2 separate regions of the Mus musculus genome follow, and region 1 is linked to region 2. The links are chromatin contacts, called in public HiChIP or PLAC-seq maps. All regions are on one chromosome and are shown on one strand. The core of a region is the stretch at or near the end of the contact, and the rest is flanking DNA. Distances in the headings are between cores, read along the strand shown.

The links. HiChIP or PLAC-seq counts read pairs in DNA pulled down with a chosen protein or histone mark.
Region 1: a contact with region 2 is called in a KLF4 HiChIP or PLAC-seq map of embryonic fibroblasts, with 10 read pairs. The contact joins the enhancer-like site here to the promoter of Zfp827 in region 2. A contact is called at or near these places in 9 of 484 Hi-C or Micro-C datasets (the C2C12 cell line, cerebral cortex, embryonic fibroblasts and 3 more), 6 of 115 datasets of contacts at active chromatin or transcription factors (CD8 T cells, embryonic fibroblasts, embryonic stem cells and 2 more) and 3 of 9 other capture datasets (adipose tissue, liver and pancreatic islet).

The regions. Positions count from the first base shown.
Region 1 is chr8:79,099,871-79,107,300 of GRCm38.p6, reverse strand. The region is part of intron 5 of Zfp827 (zinc finger protein 827); the gene reads right to left. Among named protein-coding and RNA genes, the nearest start is that of Zfp827, 75 kb to the right of the region's middle. Within about 2 kb of position 2,935, at least 56 of the 459 cell types and tissues checked have an H3K27ac peak or open chromatin away from gene starts, as enhancers often do. A contact at or near this core is called in adipose tissue, embryonic fibroblasts, heart atrium and 2 more, where this site is marked.
Region 2 is chr8:79,024,251-79,031,623 of GRCm38.p6, reverse strand. Zfp827 (zinc finger protein 827) reads right to left here and starts at 3,187. Exons shown (of 15, transcript NM_178267.3): 1 at 2,895-3,187. The coding sequence starts at 2,937.

The DNA.
Region 1 (7,430 bases), core at 1,686-4,185, 76 kb before region 2:
ACATTACAGCAGGGGTGTATGTGTGTCACCGGATGTACCCAACCTCACCTTAAAGCTATTAAAAACCGTTATCCTTTGGCATTTAATAAATCCGAGCAGTGTCCACCTCTTCTCTTGGGATTAATAGGGCTTTGTGTATCCAGGATGTTTGAGTGATTGTATGTGTATGCCTGTGTTCACCTGTGAATGCAGATTTTAAACATGATTCCTGAAGATTCTAAAGAATTCTAGCTGCAATTAAAAAAAAATTACTGGAAAACAAGGGCCACCTCTGTGATGACCAGCACAAATGACCATGATGACAGAACTTCTTATCCACAGAGATAAAGGATTGGGTGGAGTTTTATTTCAATAAGTAGGCTTCATCAAATTCCTTCTATTTGTGTGTGCACATGGACATGTGTGTGGAGGAATGAACATGCTCACGTGTGCACTTGGGGGTGGAGACCAGAGGCCAATCACAGCTCTTGTTCCTGAGGTGACGCCCACATTTTTTTAAACGAAGAGAAAAGAAAGAGTCCCTAAGCCACCTTTGGGAGCTTTGGCTGGGAAGCTGCTGAGCTAACCCCAGGGATTTGCTAGTTTCGGCCTCCCCGCCCGGGTTAGAATTACAAGTGTGTGTCACCACATGCAGAGGTTGCTGTTTCGAGATACAGTCTTGCTAAGTAACCCTGGTTGGCTTAGAATTTGCTATGGAGGCCAGGCTGGCCTTTGTCCTCACACAGATCTACCTGTCTCTGGGAGCTGATAAAAGTGACACCACCAGATTCTGCCATATTAAGTTTTTCTTAAGCATGGGGATCGAACTCAGGTCCCTATGACTGACAGGCAAGCATTTCCGGCCCACAAAGCTTACTTTTTCTTGGAAGTTTTCAGCAAAATTTAGCATGTTTAAATCAGCTTAAAATTCTTTTCTTAGATGATGTTAAAAACTTCCAATTCATAGTGGAATAATTACATACACTAACACATAATAATATTCAAATACTGTTAATATAAATAATAATGTAGTCTGATGTGTGCACCACCCCCCACCCCACTTTCTGAGAGGCCTCAGTGCACCAACAGAATTGGTCAGCTGAGTGAACTGATACCAGGATCCTAGAGACTAGAATAAAGCAGAGACAGGGGACCGGGGATAAAGGGAGTGGGAAAGGGGTGTTAGCAGATGGGGGGTGGAGGGGGGATGGGGCAGACAAACAGCAGATGCGACAGAACAAGAATGATAGTGGAATAGCCCTGCTCACTTTGTGCCTGTAGTGTTAAGATCTAGATTTGGAAATTTGAAGAGAACCAATAAATAGCTGGTTGAGTGACTGACTGACTGACTGACTGACTGAATGAATGAATGAATGAATGTCATAAACTTTCTCTTATCCACACTTTTGCTTTCCAGGTTTCACTTTCCAAGGTTTAAGTTACTTGTGGTCCACATGGAGACTTATGACAATGCACATGGTATTTTGAGAGTAGTAGAAACTCTTGAGGGAGAGAGACACGAGAGACGGAGGGGACAGAGCCCATCACATAGCCTTCATAACAGCATGGTGCTTTGATTGTTCCATTGTATCATTAGTTATTGTCTTTAATCTCCCTCTGAGCCCAATTTGTAATTTTAAATTGATCGTAGATACGTACACATTGTAACAGACAATAGAGTTTTGCTATTATCTGTGGCTTCACTGGGAGTCCACTGGGGTCCTGAGACACAGCAGGCCCGGAAGATAAAGAGGCCCTACCATAAAAGAAGATCCATAAAAAGAAGTGGGAAAACAATGATAAGCAAGCTGAGGAGCTTAAAGAGTGGGGTTCCCCGAACCCCAAGAAACCTTCTCCTACTCTGCCAAAGTCTAACAGCACCAGTCGGGCTCCAGATGGGCCCGGGGCTCACGTCCCTGTGCGGTTTGGAGCTGTGGAATGTATGGATAAGCCTCGTAATGAATCCTGGCTCAATTTCAACAATCCCTCCAAATGTTTTTTAAATCAAACCTTACAAGTGATTCATTTTCATTTCCTTTTTCTCTGGTTCCCGTGTCCTCTCTTGTGTTTTCCCTGGTGCTGGGGCTGAAGGGTGGGAACGGCTATCCAGATTCGGGAGGGGGCCATCTAGGCCTAAAATCAAACACCGCGGCCACTTACACAGAATCAACACCACATCTGGGAATGCCCAGAAAACACAAAGTCAGGCAGGAAGAGCTTTCTGGAAGGAGCAACACTTTTAGGAAACAAGAATCAGCACCCTGCAAACAGGGCAAGCCCTGAATCCAGCAGAGAACTGTTCAAGGCTCTGTGTGCCCAGTACAAGGATGCAGAGGAGTGTGTGCCGATTATTAACAGACCCCCTCCTTGCAGGCAAAGTGGAGGTTCCTGCACAGGTTTGAATGTGCACACCAAACCGCGGTGACTTCACTGCCAGCAGTGGTCCGACTTCTCTCTCCACCCTCAGTCCTTGGGCTGCACGCTGGTCCTCTGCCCTTCTGACTACAGGACTATTAGTCACCTTTAGCCTCCTCCACGTGGCTCACAGGAAGCCTCTCTAAGGCTTTCCCACTGATGCCCTGTCTCCCAAAAGCAAAAGAGTTTCTGGAAGCCAAACCAAGGGCGTGTTATACGTTTGGGCCAAGGGTTAGTTTACGGGAATCTGAGAGCACTGGTTGAAAGAAAGGAAATGGATTCCTAACTCAGGCTTTAACCGCTGGCCCTCACTATAACCTGACTTCGAACCTGAAATAAATTGTGCCAGGTAGAGCATGTATCCTGTGGCCTTCCTCACTTCTCCAGCTGTGGAGATCGGCTGCACATGCACAGGGCAAGCCACAGAAAACCAGGAAATGTGAGGATTCCAGCTGTTAGAAACAAGGAAGTAAATCAACCCACGGCCCGAGCTCTGGACAATTTGTGTGGGGAAAACATACACAGGGGTGGGGCTAATAAGAGAATCATTACGAAGGAAGACAAAGGTCTCTTCAGACAGAACACCAGAGTCCCTGCACTTTGACCAGGAGAAAACACCACTGTTAAATCATTTGTTGTCATAAAGAATAACAAAAGCCACAGCAAGAATCGTCTCTTCATGAAGGTTTTCCCATCTTAGGTTATATGGATGCATCCCTCCCCAGTGGAAATGGCTCTCCTGGTCGCTGCCTGTACTAGCTTCTGGAGTGAGCATGCGCAAAGAAGACCCTGCATAGACTCCAGGAGGACCCCTGCTGGGGGTGACTTGGCTGCCTGACAGAGGGCAGGCTCCTTAGCAATGAGAATTCCCCTCTCCAGGTAGGTCTGTGATACCAACGCTACCCAGATGAGCATGGGATCCACAGGGTTTAATTGCACATGCGAATCTTAGCCTTCTCTGACATGAATAAGCTAAAGGGGAAAGGTTAACACGCTGGTGAGAAGAAAAACTGCTGCAGAATGAGAATGGTCTCGTTTCATTGAAAAGATAAGGAGTCTGTTCTCCCTCCCCAACGATCTCTGTAGTAACAGGCAGAAGGAAGGCTGGGGTAGGGTAGGACTGGGCCCAGGTCCCACCGGTGCCTCGAAGGATGTCTTCTGAGAAAGAACCCCTGTAGTGTATTCAGGTATGACAATGCATCTAACACCACAATCGGAGACCTCAGATAACTTAGCTCTGCTGTCACCGTAAGATAGTGTTTGCCTATGGCTTGTGTGTAAACTATTGATGACACAGTTCGTTGGCCATTAAGATGACGTCTGTAGTCAAATACCACAGGAACATAAAGAAAACAGCATGCGAGTGGGCACACGTCATAAATATTTTGCTCACTATCCCATAAGAACATATGCAGCCTCCACCCAACCACTCATCAAGCCCTACCTCTACTGTGAAACTCTATCCCATCTTTCAGGATCCAGACTGAAGTCTGACCCCGTTCAGAGACAGCCAAACAGGAAAGGCATCCAGCCTGAAGACATAGCCTATGAAATTCCTTGTAAAGGGCTCGCCTGGCTTCTGGGAATGCCAGCCAATACAAATTTCCGTGGCTTTATTAACATATGCAGCTACGCAAGAGGGAAATGATAATAAAACAAGAGCCCTTTTGAGTCTGGACTTTCTGAATCCAGGCTTCAGTGTGGGAGGCAGGAGGAAGCTGGTTAAGAAAGCATAAAGGGTGGCCAGAGGGACGAAGGCTAAAGGGGGGAAATGGAGGAGCAGGGGTACAGGCGCTGAGGGTTGCATTTGTAAAGCTCCCTTATCAGGGTGGGATGCAACAGGCAGCAACCACCATTCAGGTGCAGGCGTCTGTCTAAGGATTAGTGAGGAGTATGCAGGATTATAAAATAACAGAAGGGCTCTTCTGGCCCTGGCTAGAGACTGAATGAAATTGACTGTATAAGTAGGGTGCGCCCTCTCTCCTTTTAGCGGAGAGGAGCCATGCTTCCAGGGCTGTAGACAGTGGCTACTCACTCAGTCCTACTTAAATGGACAGAAGAATGACAGCACTGTGTGTCCACTGAGCTCGACAAGACTGCTAGCCCTCCAAGAGACCACATCTTTGCATAGGAACACACTGGTTTTGTCCTGTTAAAGTGACTTGTTGCTTGTTTATATAAAATATAAATATACCTTCCAGTTTCTGTCTGTGCCCAGGGCTGATCCTATGCCACAGATCTCCATTCCCAAATACTGCCAGGAGAGAGCTGGACTCCCAGGAGTGCTGACATACCTGTAAGCTCAGGTAAGACCACCACTTCTGCTCAAATTCCAGGACCAAGAAGCACCCGTCCAGAGACATCAGGACACAGGAACCAAGGAAGAGCTGGGGACAGGATCCTTCTGGTTTCTGTCTGCACACCCAAACTGACCCTGTGCCACAGCTCTCCATACCCAAATTTGTCCCAGAGAGAGCTGGTATCTCAGGAGTTCTGACACACAGGCTTTCAGAAGGGACAAGCCACAGTCAGAGACTGCAAGACCAGCTAACACCAGAGAGAACCAGATGGGGAGAGGCAAGGGCAAGAACATAAGCAATAGAAACCAAGGCTACTTGGTATCATCAGAACCAAGTGCTCCCACCACAGCAAGCCCTGGATACCCCAACACACCAGAAAAGCAAGACTGATTTAAAATCATATCTCATGATGATGATAGAGGACTTTAAGAAGGACATAATAACTCCCTTAAAAAATACAGCAGAACACAGGTTAACAGGTAGAAACCCTTAAAGAGGAAACATAAAAATGCCTTAAAGAATTACAGGAAAACAAAATTAAACAGGTGAAGGAATCTAAAAATGGAAATAAAAACAATAAATAATTTACAAAGGGAGACAACCCTGGAAATAGAAATGTAAGAGATAGAAGAGAGAATCTCAGGTGTAGAAGATACCATAGAAAACATTGACACAACAGTCAAAGAAAATGCAAAATGCAAAAAGCTCCTAACCCAAAACATCCAGAAATCCAGGACAAAATGAGAAGACCAAACCTAAGGATAATAGGTATAGAAGAGAGCATAGATTCCCAATGTATAAGGCCAGTAGATATCTTCAACAAAATTAGAGAAGAAAACTTCCCAACCTAAAGAAAGACATGCCCATAAACATACAAGAGGCCTACAGAACTCCAAATAGATTGGACCAGAAAAGAAATTCCTCCTGTCACATAATAGTCAAACCACCAAATGCACTAAAGAAAGAAAGAATATTAAAAGCAGTAAAAGAAAAAGGTCAAGTAACATATAAAGGAAGACCTATCAGAATTACACCAAACTTCTCACCAGAGACTATGAAAGCTAGAAGATCCTGGGTAGACGTCATACAGACCCTAAGAGAACACAAACGCCAGCCCAGGCTACTATACCCAGCAAACCTCTCAATTACCATAAATGCAGAAACCAAGCTATTCCATGACAAAACCAAAGTACACAGTATCTTTCAACAAATCCTGCCCTATAAAGGATAATAGATGGAAAATTCCAACACAAAACTACACCCTAGAAAAAGCAAGAAAGTAATTTTCTTTCAATAAACCCAAAAGAAGATAGCCACACAAACATAATTCCACCTCTAACAATAAAAATAACAGGATGCAACAATCACTATACCTTAATATTTCTTAACAACAATGTACTCAATTCCCCAATAAAAAGACATAGACTAAAAGAATAGATACATAAACAGAACCTAGCATTTTGCTACATACAGGAAATGCACCTCAATGTCAAAGACAAACACTACCTCAGAGAAGTGGATATTAGCCCAAAAGTTCGAATAACCAAGATACAATTCACAGACCACAGGAAGCTCAAGAAGAAGGACAACCAAAGTGTAGATGCTTCAGTGCTTCTTAGAAGGGGGAACAAAATGCTCACAGGAGGAAATATGGAGACAAGTAAGGAACAGAGACTGAAGGAAAGGCCATCCAAAGACTTTCCCACCTGGGGATCCATCCCATATATAGTTGCCAAACCTGGATGCTATTGCGGATGCTGGGAAGTGCTTGTTGACAGAAGCCTGATATGTGTGTCTCCTGATCGTCTCTGCCAGAACCTGACAAATACAGAGGCAGACGCTCGCAGCCAACCATTGGAATGAGTGTGGGGTTCCCGATGAAGGAGTTGGAGAAGGGACTGAAGGAGCTGAAGGGATTTGCAGCCCCATGGGGGAAGCAACAGTGTCAACAGGCCAGACCCCTCGGAGCTCCTGGGGACTGGACCACCAACCAAAGAGTACACATGGCGGGACCCATGGCTCTGGACACATATGTGGCAGAGGATGGCCTTGTTGGACATCAATGGGAGGAACGGCTCTTGGGCCTGATGGAGTTCGATGCCCAGTGTAGGGGAATGCTAGGGCGGTAAGGTGGGAGTGAATGGGTGTGTGGGTGGGGGAGCACCCTCATAGAGGCAGGTGGAGCGGGGAGGGGATGGGGGTTTCCAGAGGGGAGACCTGGAAAGGGGATAACATTTGAAATGTAAATAAAGAAAATATCCAATAAAAGAAAAAATATGTAAATGTGATATTTCATGTAGCTCCTTTTTTACTATTAAAAGTATAATTTCTTATTTAGATTAGTCACCAATTATGGACTATATGAATACATCTACGTCTACATACACACATACATATACACATAAGTACACACAAACATATACACATACATACACACATACACACACATACACATACATACATACATACATACACACATACATACAGAGGTGGGGTCAGGAAGTGGGCATGGCCCTGAGGCGACTTGATGTGCTAAGGTGGAACGGTACCCGTGGGGGGCTTCCCTTTCTCTGAAGGCAAGGGGAGGGGATAATCGGTGAAGAGAGCTTGTGAGGATCGAAGTGGGAAAAGAGGGAGGGGCTGCAATTGAGGATGTAAAGTGAATAAATAAATTAATGAATGGGGGAAAAAGTGGACACGGCAGTGAGAAACGCGTCCCAGGCATTAGTTACAAAC
Region 2 (7,373 bases), core at 1,938-4,437:
CTCTTAGCTGGCCCTGGGTTACTATGACTGACTTGGAAAATACACTATTTGCCCAGAAATTGCTCTTAGTCAAAATGTAAATTGCTTATAAAACATGTGTAAACCCCGCTTAGAAAAGGCAGCACACATGCACACATAAAAATTCATTCAATACAAAAAGAGGTGGAAACGCTTTACAAATTAAGGCTTCCCTTAAAAAGAAGGGGGGGGGAGGCTGGACCGTTTACTGTGCTTCCAAAAGTAAATTGCTTCTTACTTAGGGTAAAGTGGCTTAATATGACTGCAAGGGGAGGTGATTTTTTTTTTTTTTTTTGGAGTAGATAGCAGTATTCAATCTGAGAACCAGGAGAGAGCTCACTCTCAAAAAGAAAAAGAAAAAAAAAGAAAAGAAAAACTTCATCAACAGGCAGCAATCCGCGGGAGAGGCCCACCAGACACCGGAGCTAAAATGGAGCCTGAATTTCCTCTCAGACAGAGGGTAGTCGCAGGAGGTCAGGGTCAAGGTCACCGGCAGGGCAGGCTGCAGCTGCCCGACTGCACTGCACACCACGGGAGGGGCGGCGTTCCAGCCGTCTCAGCCGAAACTGATAAATCCCTTCTCTTCTCCCACCCTCCCTCTAACCCCGCCAACATTTTTTTTTAAGCAGGGGGAGAAGAGAAGAAAGGGAAATGACCAAGTAACCTCACCGCCCTGGTTTTCGCATACAAGCTCATCAGCTCCCAAAGTTGCCATCTAAGGGCAAGTTCGCAGAGAACACTGAAGCCCATTTTGTGCGAGCAGGGCAAGCCTCCCGCGGTGGCGCCCGCCCGGGACAGCAGCCCCCCCCCCCCCCCCCGCCTCGCTGCCCACGCGCGTCCGAGCAAGAGGGAAGCCCGGCCCGGCCATGTGCACGCACACTTCCACCAACTGCTGCGAGTTTTCTGTGAATCGCAGCGCGGAGCCTCCCGCCTCGCCCGCCCCGACTGCGCCTCCTTCTCCTCCTCGCACAAAATTTTCCTACACTCGCAGCCGCCTGCGAGTGATTTTATGTGCATATATATTACATATGTGATATTATCCTCAGAACCTCTAGCGGGCAGGCGAAGAAAGGACTGCACGGGGGCATTTTTTTTTTTCCTCCCTAAAGGAAGGGGAAAAAAAGCATAACCCTAGCCCTGTGCGTCGACTCCTTGCATACCGGGAAGGGGGAAGAAAAGAGGAATGTTTGCGGAGCAGACTGCCCGCGCGTGCCCTTGCTCGCCACTCCGGGTGCCACCGCGCCCGCCCGGGCCACAGCAGCCCTGCGGACCCCTCGCGTGGGCACCGCCGCGGAGATTTCGCGAAGGAGAGATCGATCGCGCTCGCCCGTCTGCGGCGGAAACACACACGCTCACACATAACCCGAGACACCATAACCTTAACCCTTCCCCCACCCTCCGTGAACTTCAGGTGACCGACCACGTCGGCCTGACACCCGCGCGGGCAGGCGCTCCGGCTCCGCTCCCGCCCCCAGCCCGGGTTTTGCAGGATCGGGCTCCGAGCAGCGCCAAGCCGCCCCGGAGAGGGGAGCTGAGCAGGGGGGGGGCGGGAGGGGGGAAGAGGAGAAACTGACCCTCCGTCTCCCCCGACCCCTCCCTCCGGCGCCTCCCGCGTCCCCTCCTCCCGCCACCCCGCCCCACGCCTTCTCCCCTGCCCCCTCTCCCCTGCATTCAAGGAGCCCGGCGGCCCCGGGGGGGATATTTTTAGTTGCTTCTTTCTCCTTCACTTTTAGCTTCAGCAGCATCTCGGAACACTCCGAGCGGAGAGCTTGTGGGGGGACGAGGGGGGAGCCCGAGAGGGAGTGGGGGAAAAGTTAAGAGTCTCGCAAAGAAAAGCGGGAGGGCGGCGCGGAGGGACCCGAGGCGCGGGTGGAGGAGGGGACGGGGACCCGGCCGCGCAGCCCGGCGCGAGTCTCCAGTTGGCGTGTGTGGCTAGGGCCAGGAGGGCTGGGATGCACTTTAGTCACGGACTCTGCTCGGGCTGGCGGGGCAGGGGGGTCTGCGAGCCCGCGTCGCCCCGGCTCTGTCTGCTCCGCCTGACCCCGCATTTTATTGCGGCCGGGAGCCCTGCTCCGCCCTCCCCTCGGCTCTGCAGGGACCTCGCGCGCCGCGCGCCGCCCTGGCTGCCTCGCCTCAGCCTCGGCGCGGCTCCCGCACCCCACATCCGCTCGGCTGCCCGGCCTCGCCCCCCGATCGGCCACCCGCGCCCCCCGGCGCCCCCACACCCTCCTCGACCGCCCCTGCCTTCCCCTCCGCCACCGCCTCCACCTCCGCCTCCAGCTCCAGCTGCCCGCGGCTCCGGGGCCGACCCACCCCGGCGCAACCTTTAGCCGGAGACCGACCTCTCCGGTCCCCAGCCCGGCGGGCGGCCGCGCGCCCTCGCCCCGACACCCCCAATCGCCATGTCACGGCCTCGGCCCTGCGCGCGCCCCAACCCCGCACCCTTGTGCACCGGGATCCACACGGAATTTCTTTTTTTTTTCCAAGATTGCAACCTCTCCCACCTCCCCCCACCCGCGACAAAAACCCGGCATCCACACTACTCCCCTCCTCCCTCCTCTCGCCCCCTCCCCCGCAAACCGGAGTGAGGAGGGGGAGGGAAAGGGGGGAAAAGCCCGATCCCAAGGAAAAAAAAGAGGGGGTCGAGAGAAAGAAAGAAAAAGAGAGAGAGAATAGAAAGGGCACGGGGCTGATCATCACCAACATGGCTGCCTCGGCATAGACCTAAACGAGGAGTAACCCGGGCTGTGTCTTTGTCAGTTTCACCTCTGTAACCCTAAACTAATGCAGAAAACAACGGCGGAGGCTGCGGAGGGGAAAGAGGAGAGGGAGGGCGAGAAAATGGCACGAGAGGAGGTGGAGAAGGGATGACTTACGTGAGGGAAGGCGCTTGGGCTGCTCCTGCTTCCTCCTGGGCATTTTCCCCCTTTTCTCACATTCTCCTCCTTGGTTAATGTGAGATCAAATAAACCCCCGTGGGGGCAGACAGGCAGACACTGGCAGGAGCGGGGAGGTAGTTGGGGGGCGGGCAGGGGGAAACCCCTTCTCTCCGGTGTGTGCAATGGGTTGAAGCTTGTTTCCTGGAGCCAGAAGAGGGGTTTTCTTCTTTCCTTTCTTTCTTTCTTTCTTTCTTTTTTTTTCCTTTTTTTTTTTTTTTTTTAATTTTTTGGTCGTGCACCTGGCTTGTCCCCGAGCGTAATATTCTTCAATGGAAACGGATCTAATAGGTGTGAGTGTGTGTGTGTCCTGTGCTCGCGTGTGATGGGAGGTATAAATAAATGAGCGCCGGTGCGGCGGTGTCTATGGCCGCGCGCTGTGTCTCCGAGCCCCTAACACTAATGTCGGGATCAAAGGGCAGCGGCGGCGGCAGCACAGCTCGCAGCTCGCTCTCTCGCTCTCCTCTCGCGCTCTCTCTCTGTCACACACACACACTCACACACACACACAGAGGCACAGACTGAGGGAAAGAGCGAGAGCTAGACACACGCGCGCGCGCATACACACACACACACACACACACACACACACACATACACACACTCAGCAAAGAGGAAGGTGCCCTAAGGCTCTCAGGGCGGACTCAGCCTAGCATTTACAACTGCTCTGTCTGGAAAGCATGGGGGGCGCGCGTGCGGGGGTGGGATGGACTTCTTCGAATTTATCCCGCTAGTCGCCCAATCAAGGGGGGTGGTGGAAAAGTGCCCCCCCCCGCTCTTGAAACATTATTTTACAGATTTTTTTTTAAGGAAATAGGTTGCACTAACCACTTTCTTTTGTGTATTAAACTACGTTTGGTTCTGTATAAAATTCCCCAGGCTTTTGTAACTGAAAGACTGACTCTCTCACCCCATCACCTTGAGTCTGGACGTTACAGACTCTCACATACTCCCTTAAAACAGCCTAATGGAAATAAATCTTTTTTAAAAAAAAAAAAAATGAAAAGATAGCATAGGGTGGGATCAGTGGATGGGTGGCATGGATACCCAATTTTAGAGGGTCCGGTGGAGTTAACACTTGAAAATTCAGCCAAAACTAAAATTACAGGTTCTTGATAAAGAGGGAAAATAAGATTAGGTCACCCCCCGCCCCCCAGGGTTGACTCAACTGCCACGGGTCTATTCCTACAGTGCACACAGTGATCTTGACTTCTGTGATTCACTCCCTGCCTCCCCCCCCACCTCCCCAGAACACAGGTAACTGAGCCTTACCCTGAAGCAATTCTAGTGTGTAGTTTGAGCTCATACAGCAGTCTTCATTAAGCCATATACTTTCATTACTTTAGAAATCACACATCTTGCTTCAAAGAGACACATAAAGAGGGAAAACAGAAAAGGATGCGTCGCCTCACAAAAGGTACTCAGTGAAGGGAACGGGTCTCTCTCTCTCTCTCTGACTGTAAGCCATGTGGATACAAGTTCACTGGGAGGTTGTTAATGATTTAAAACTCCAAAATCTGCTACTATAATTGAAGTAAAAAAAAAAAAAAATTTGGTCTGAAGAAGAGCTGTTTCATAAAACTCTTTGTAAGGGGAAACTTTGAACTTGGTGGAATACATTATATGTCATGAGTCAGAGCTAAAAAATAAAAAGGTGCATTATTTAAACATCTTCCCTTTTGAGGTTTAAAAAATCGACTCATCATCTTATTATGTTAAATATTTTCCTACCAATTTTTTAATAGATGTTTTCATCAGAAGGTGGAGCATAGTGAAGACACAAAAGTTTAAAATGGCATTCCATCAGGTGACATGAGTGACTAATGAGACTTAGAAGTCTCCAGTGGTGTTAAAGAGAGCCACTGGGGTTAGGTTTGGTTACATTTCCTTTAAATGACAATAGCTTTATACTGTTTTCACTAGGAAACTGTAAAGGAGACTGTGTCTCCCAAAAGATGGCTTTCATTAATAGTGAATTCTCAAGATGAACCCCTTCTTGCTGATACCTACCAACATACTTGGCACTCCAAGGTTGCAATGCTATTTGAAGCAGGTTTAAATGCCTTCTGAAACAGTGCAATATCCAAACTGGAACATCAACCTTAAACCAATTCCAAAATACAAAAAAAAAATTGTTTTTAAATGATAGTTAAAATCAGGCATGGTGACCAGTGCCTTTGATCCCAGCACTGGTGAGGCAGAGGCAGGCAGGTCCCCATTGGAGGCCAGCCTGGTCTACAAAGCAAGCTCCAAACTAGCCAGGGCTACGAGTGAGACTCCTTCTCAAAATAAGAAAAACTAGCAAACAAAAAGAGGCAGTTAAATTGTCCCTGTGTAATGATCTGAGATAGATTGTTCACTCCGATCAAGACCAGTCTGCCGTGCCTTGGACTGTGTGTGCATGAGGTTTGAAGCACGTCTGTTCCAGGCAGACTGCTGTGGGCTTGTCGTGCCTAAGGAGAGATAAACACATTGATCATGAGACCGACCACAGCTTTCTCAGAACTTTTACCTAGGACATCAGGATCACAACTCCAAATGGACACAGCACCACCTTTTCCTGAAACTGCAGTGACCGTTCACAGTACTTAGTACACTGTAATTGAAAACACACTTTTGGCCCTTCCTCCAGCTGAGTACATTTCCTGCGACCTTTTAAAGGCATGCTGGCAAAAGCTGTCGACTTTTAATTATATAGGTGTTCCATCAACAGCCAAAAGCATTTTAAATGGAATTTATTCATACCTCCACCTTTTCCAAAAATTATTTGAAGTAATACATAACAATGGGAAATAGAAATAAACAGAGCCTCTTCTGTTTAAATCCCATGTTGGTGTCTGAACAGTAGACAAACCGCTTCAAGGTCATTTGTAGCCACCCCTAATTGCTGGAATGTTAGCGCAATCTAAATGTTAGGAAGATAAGGCCTGGAGATCATCACAACAAAACTCAAAATCAAAATTCGATAGTATGTTTGGGTACATATAGCCAGGAACAATCAGTTTGGATTCTTAAACTCAAATGTTGTATTTGATTCACTGGTCTTTTCATACTACATATTTCTTAAAAAGCATAGTACCCTTCCCACCCCATCTCTATCATTTGTCAAATGTGAATCCTAAAGGCATGCATTCTGAGATGTTTCATAAGTGCTGGCTCACAGGTGTAAATGCCATCTAAGGCCAAGACTTGCTAAAGGTGGGTAGTCAGTGAGATCACAACTCGTAGAATAGCATAGAGGCTGCAGAGGGTCTCCAGGGTCAGAAGCATTCTTACAATGAAAGTGACTCAGCAGATACAGTCACCTGCTGACATGCCTGATGGCCCAAGTCCTGTCTCTGACACCGGCTTGGTGGAACGAAGGAACCAGCTTTCAGCAACGTGTTCTCTGACCTGCACAGGTGTATCGTAGCATGTGCAACATCTCTCCCAGTAAAATGGATGAATTACTGTTTTTCAAACTTTGATAATAATATTTCGATGCCCCTTGCCCTTTTCTCCCATGTTGGCATTTGTGGTGCTGATGCTAAGGTGGTGATGGGTAAGATGACGGTGATGGCAGAGATCAGGCAGGGTACCACACTTAGGATTACTCATCCTATCCGTCATCACATGCACTCAGAGAAAGCACAAAGGAAGGCTCACTTAAGGACATCCTTGATGGAGCAGTAAAAACTGTAAGTTTTACTAACTCTGACCCCTGAGACAAGACTTTTTCTTGTGACACAGTAATGGGTACCAAAAGCGCTCAGCTGTGGCTAAAGTATGTCTGGAGGAAAAATCACTCCTGAGATTGTTTGAAATAGTCTTCATTTTTCATGGGACATTATCTTTATATTTATTTGAAAGAATGATTGGCAGAAAAACTTGGGTTTTTCCCAAAACAACAAAATTAAAAAAAAAGAAGAAGAAGAAGAATGAGGTGAGTTTGTAGCTTCAAGGAAACAGGGAAGAGTATTGCTATAGAAATGGACGTCTCTAGTGAAAATCCACATGACTTGTGTTTGCTAGCACGAGCTTAAGCGACTTCCTAACACTTCAGTTGCTTTATGAGATCCATGGTGACATTAATAAATGTGATTTAAAAAAAAAGTAGTGTCAACACTTTGAAAGCTCTGCCTAGCTCAATTTAACCAACACATTGCAAATATTTAATACATAATGATACTAAGTTGGGTCACTCTAAGTGAAACATTGATTGATGGATTTTAATGCAAAAAAAACTAGAAAAGCCTGTTGATGTAGTTTCAGATTCCATACTGCTTATAACTTTTAAGAAACTACTATTCATTGACCTCTAGAGTAGTGTTAAGGAACGATATTCACAATTACTTGATGATTATTAATATATTTCTCCCTTTTCTAACTACGTATCTGTGTGAGGCTAAGTCTTCATGCAAACCTTTCTTTTCTTTAGAT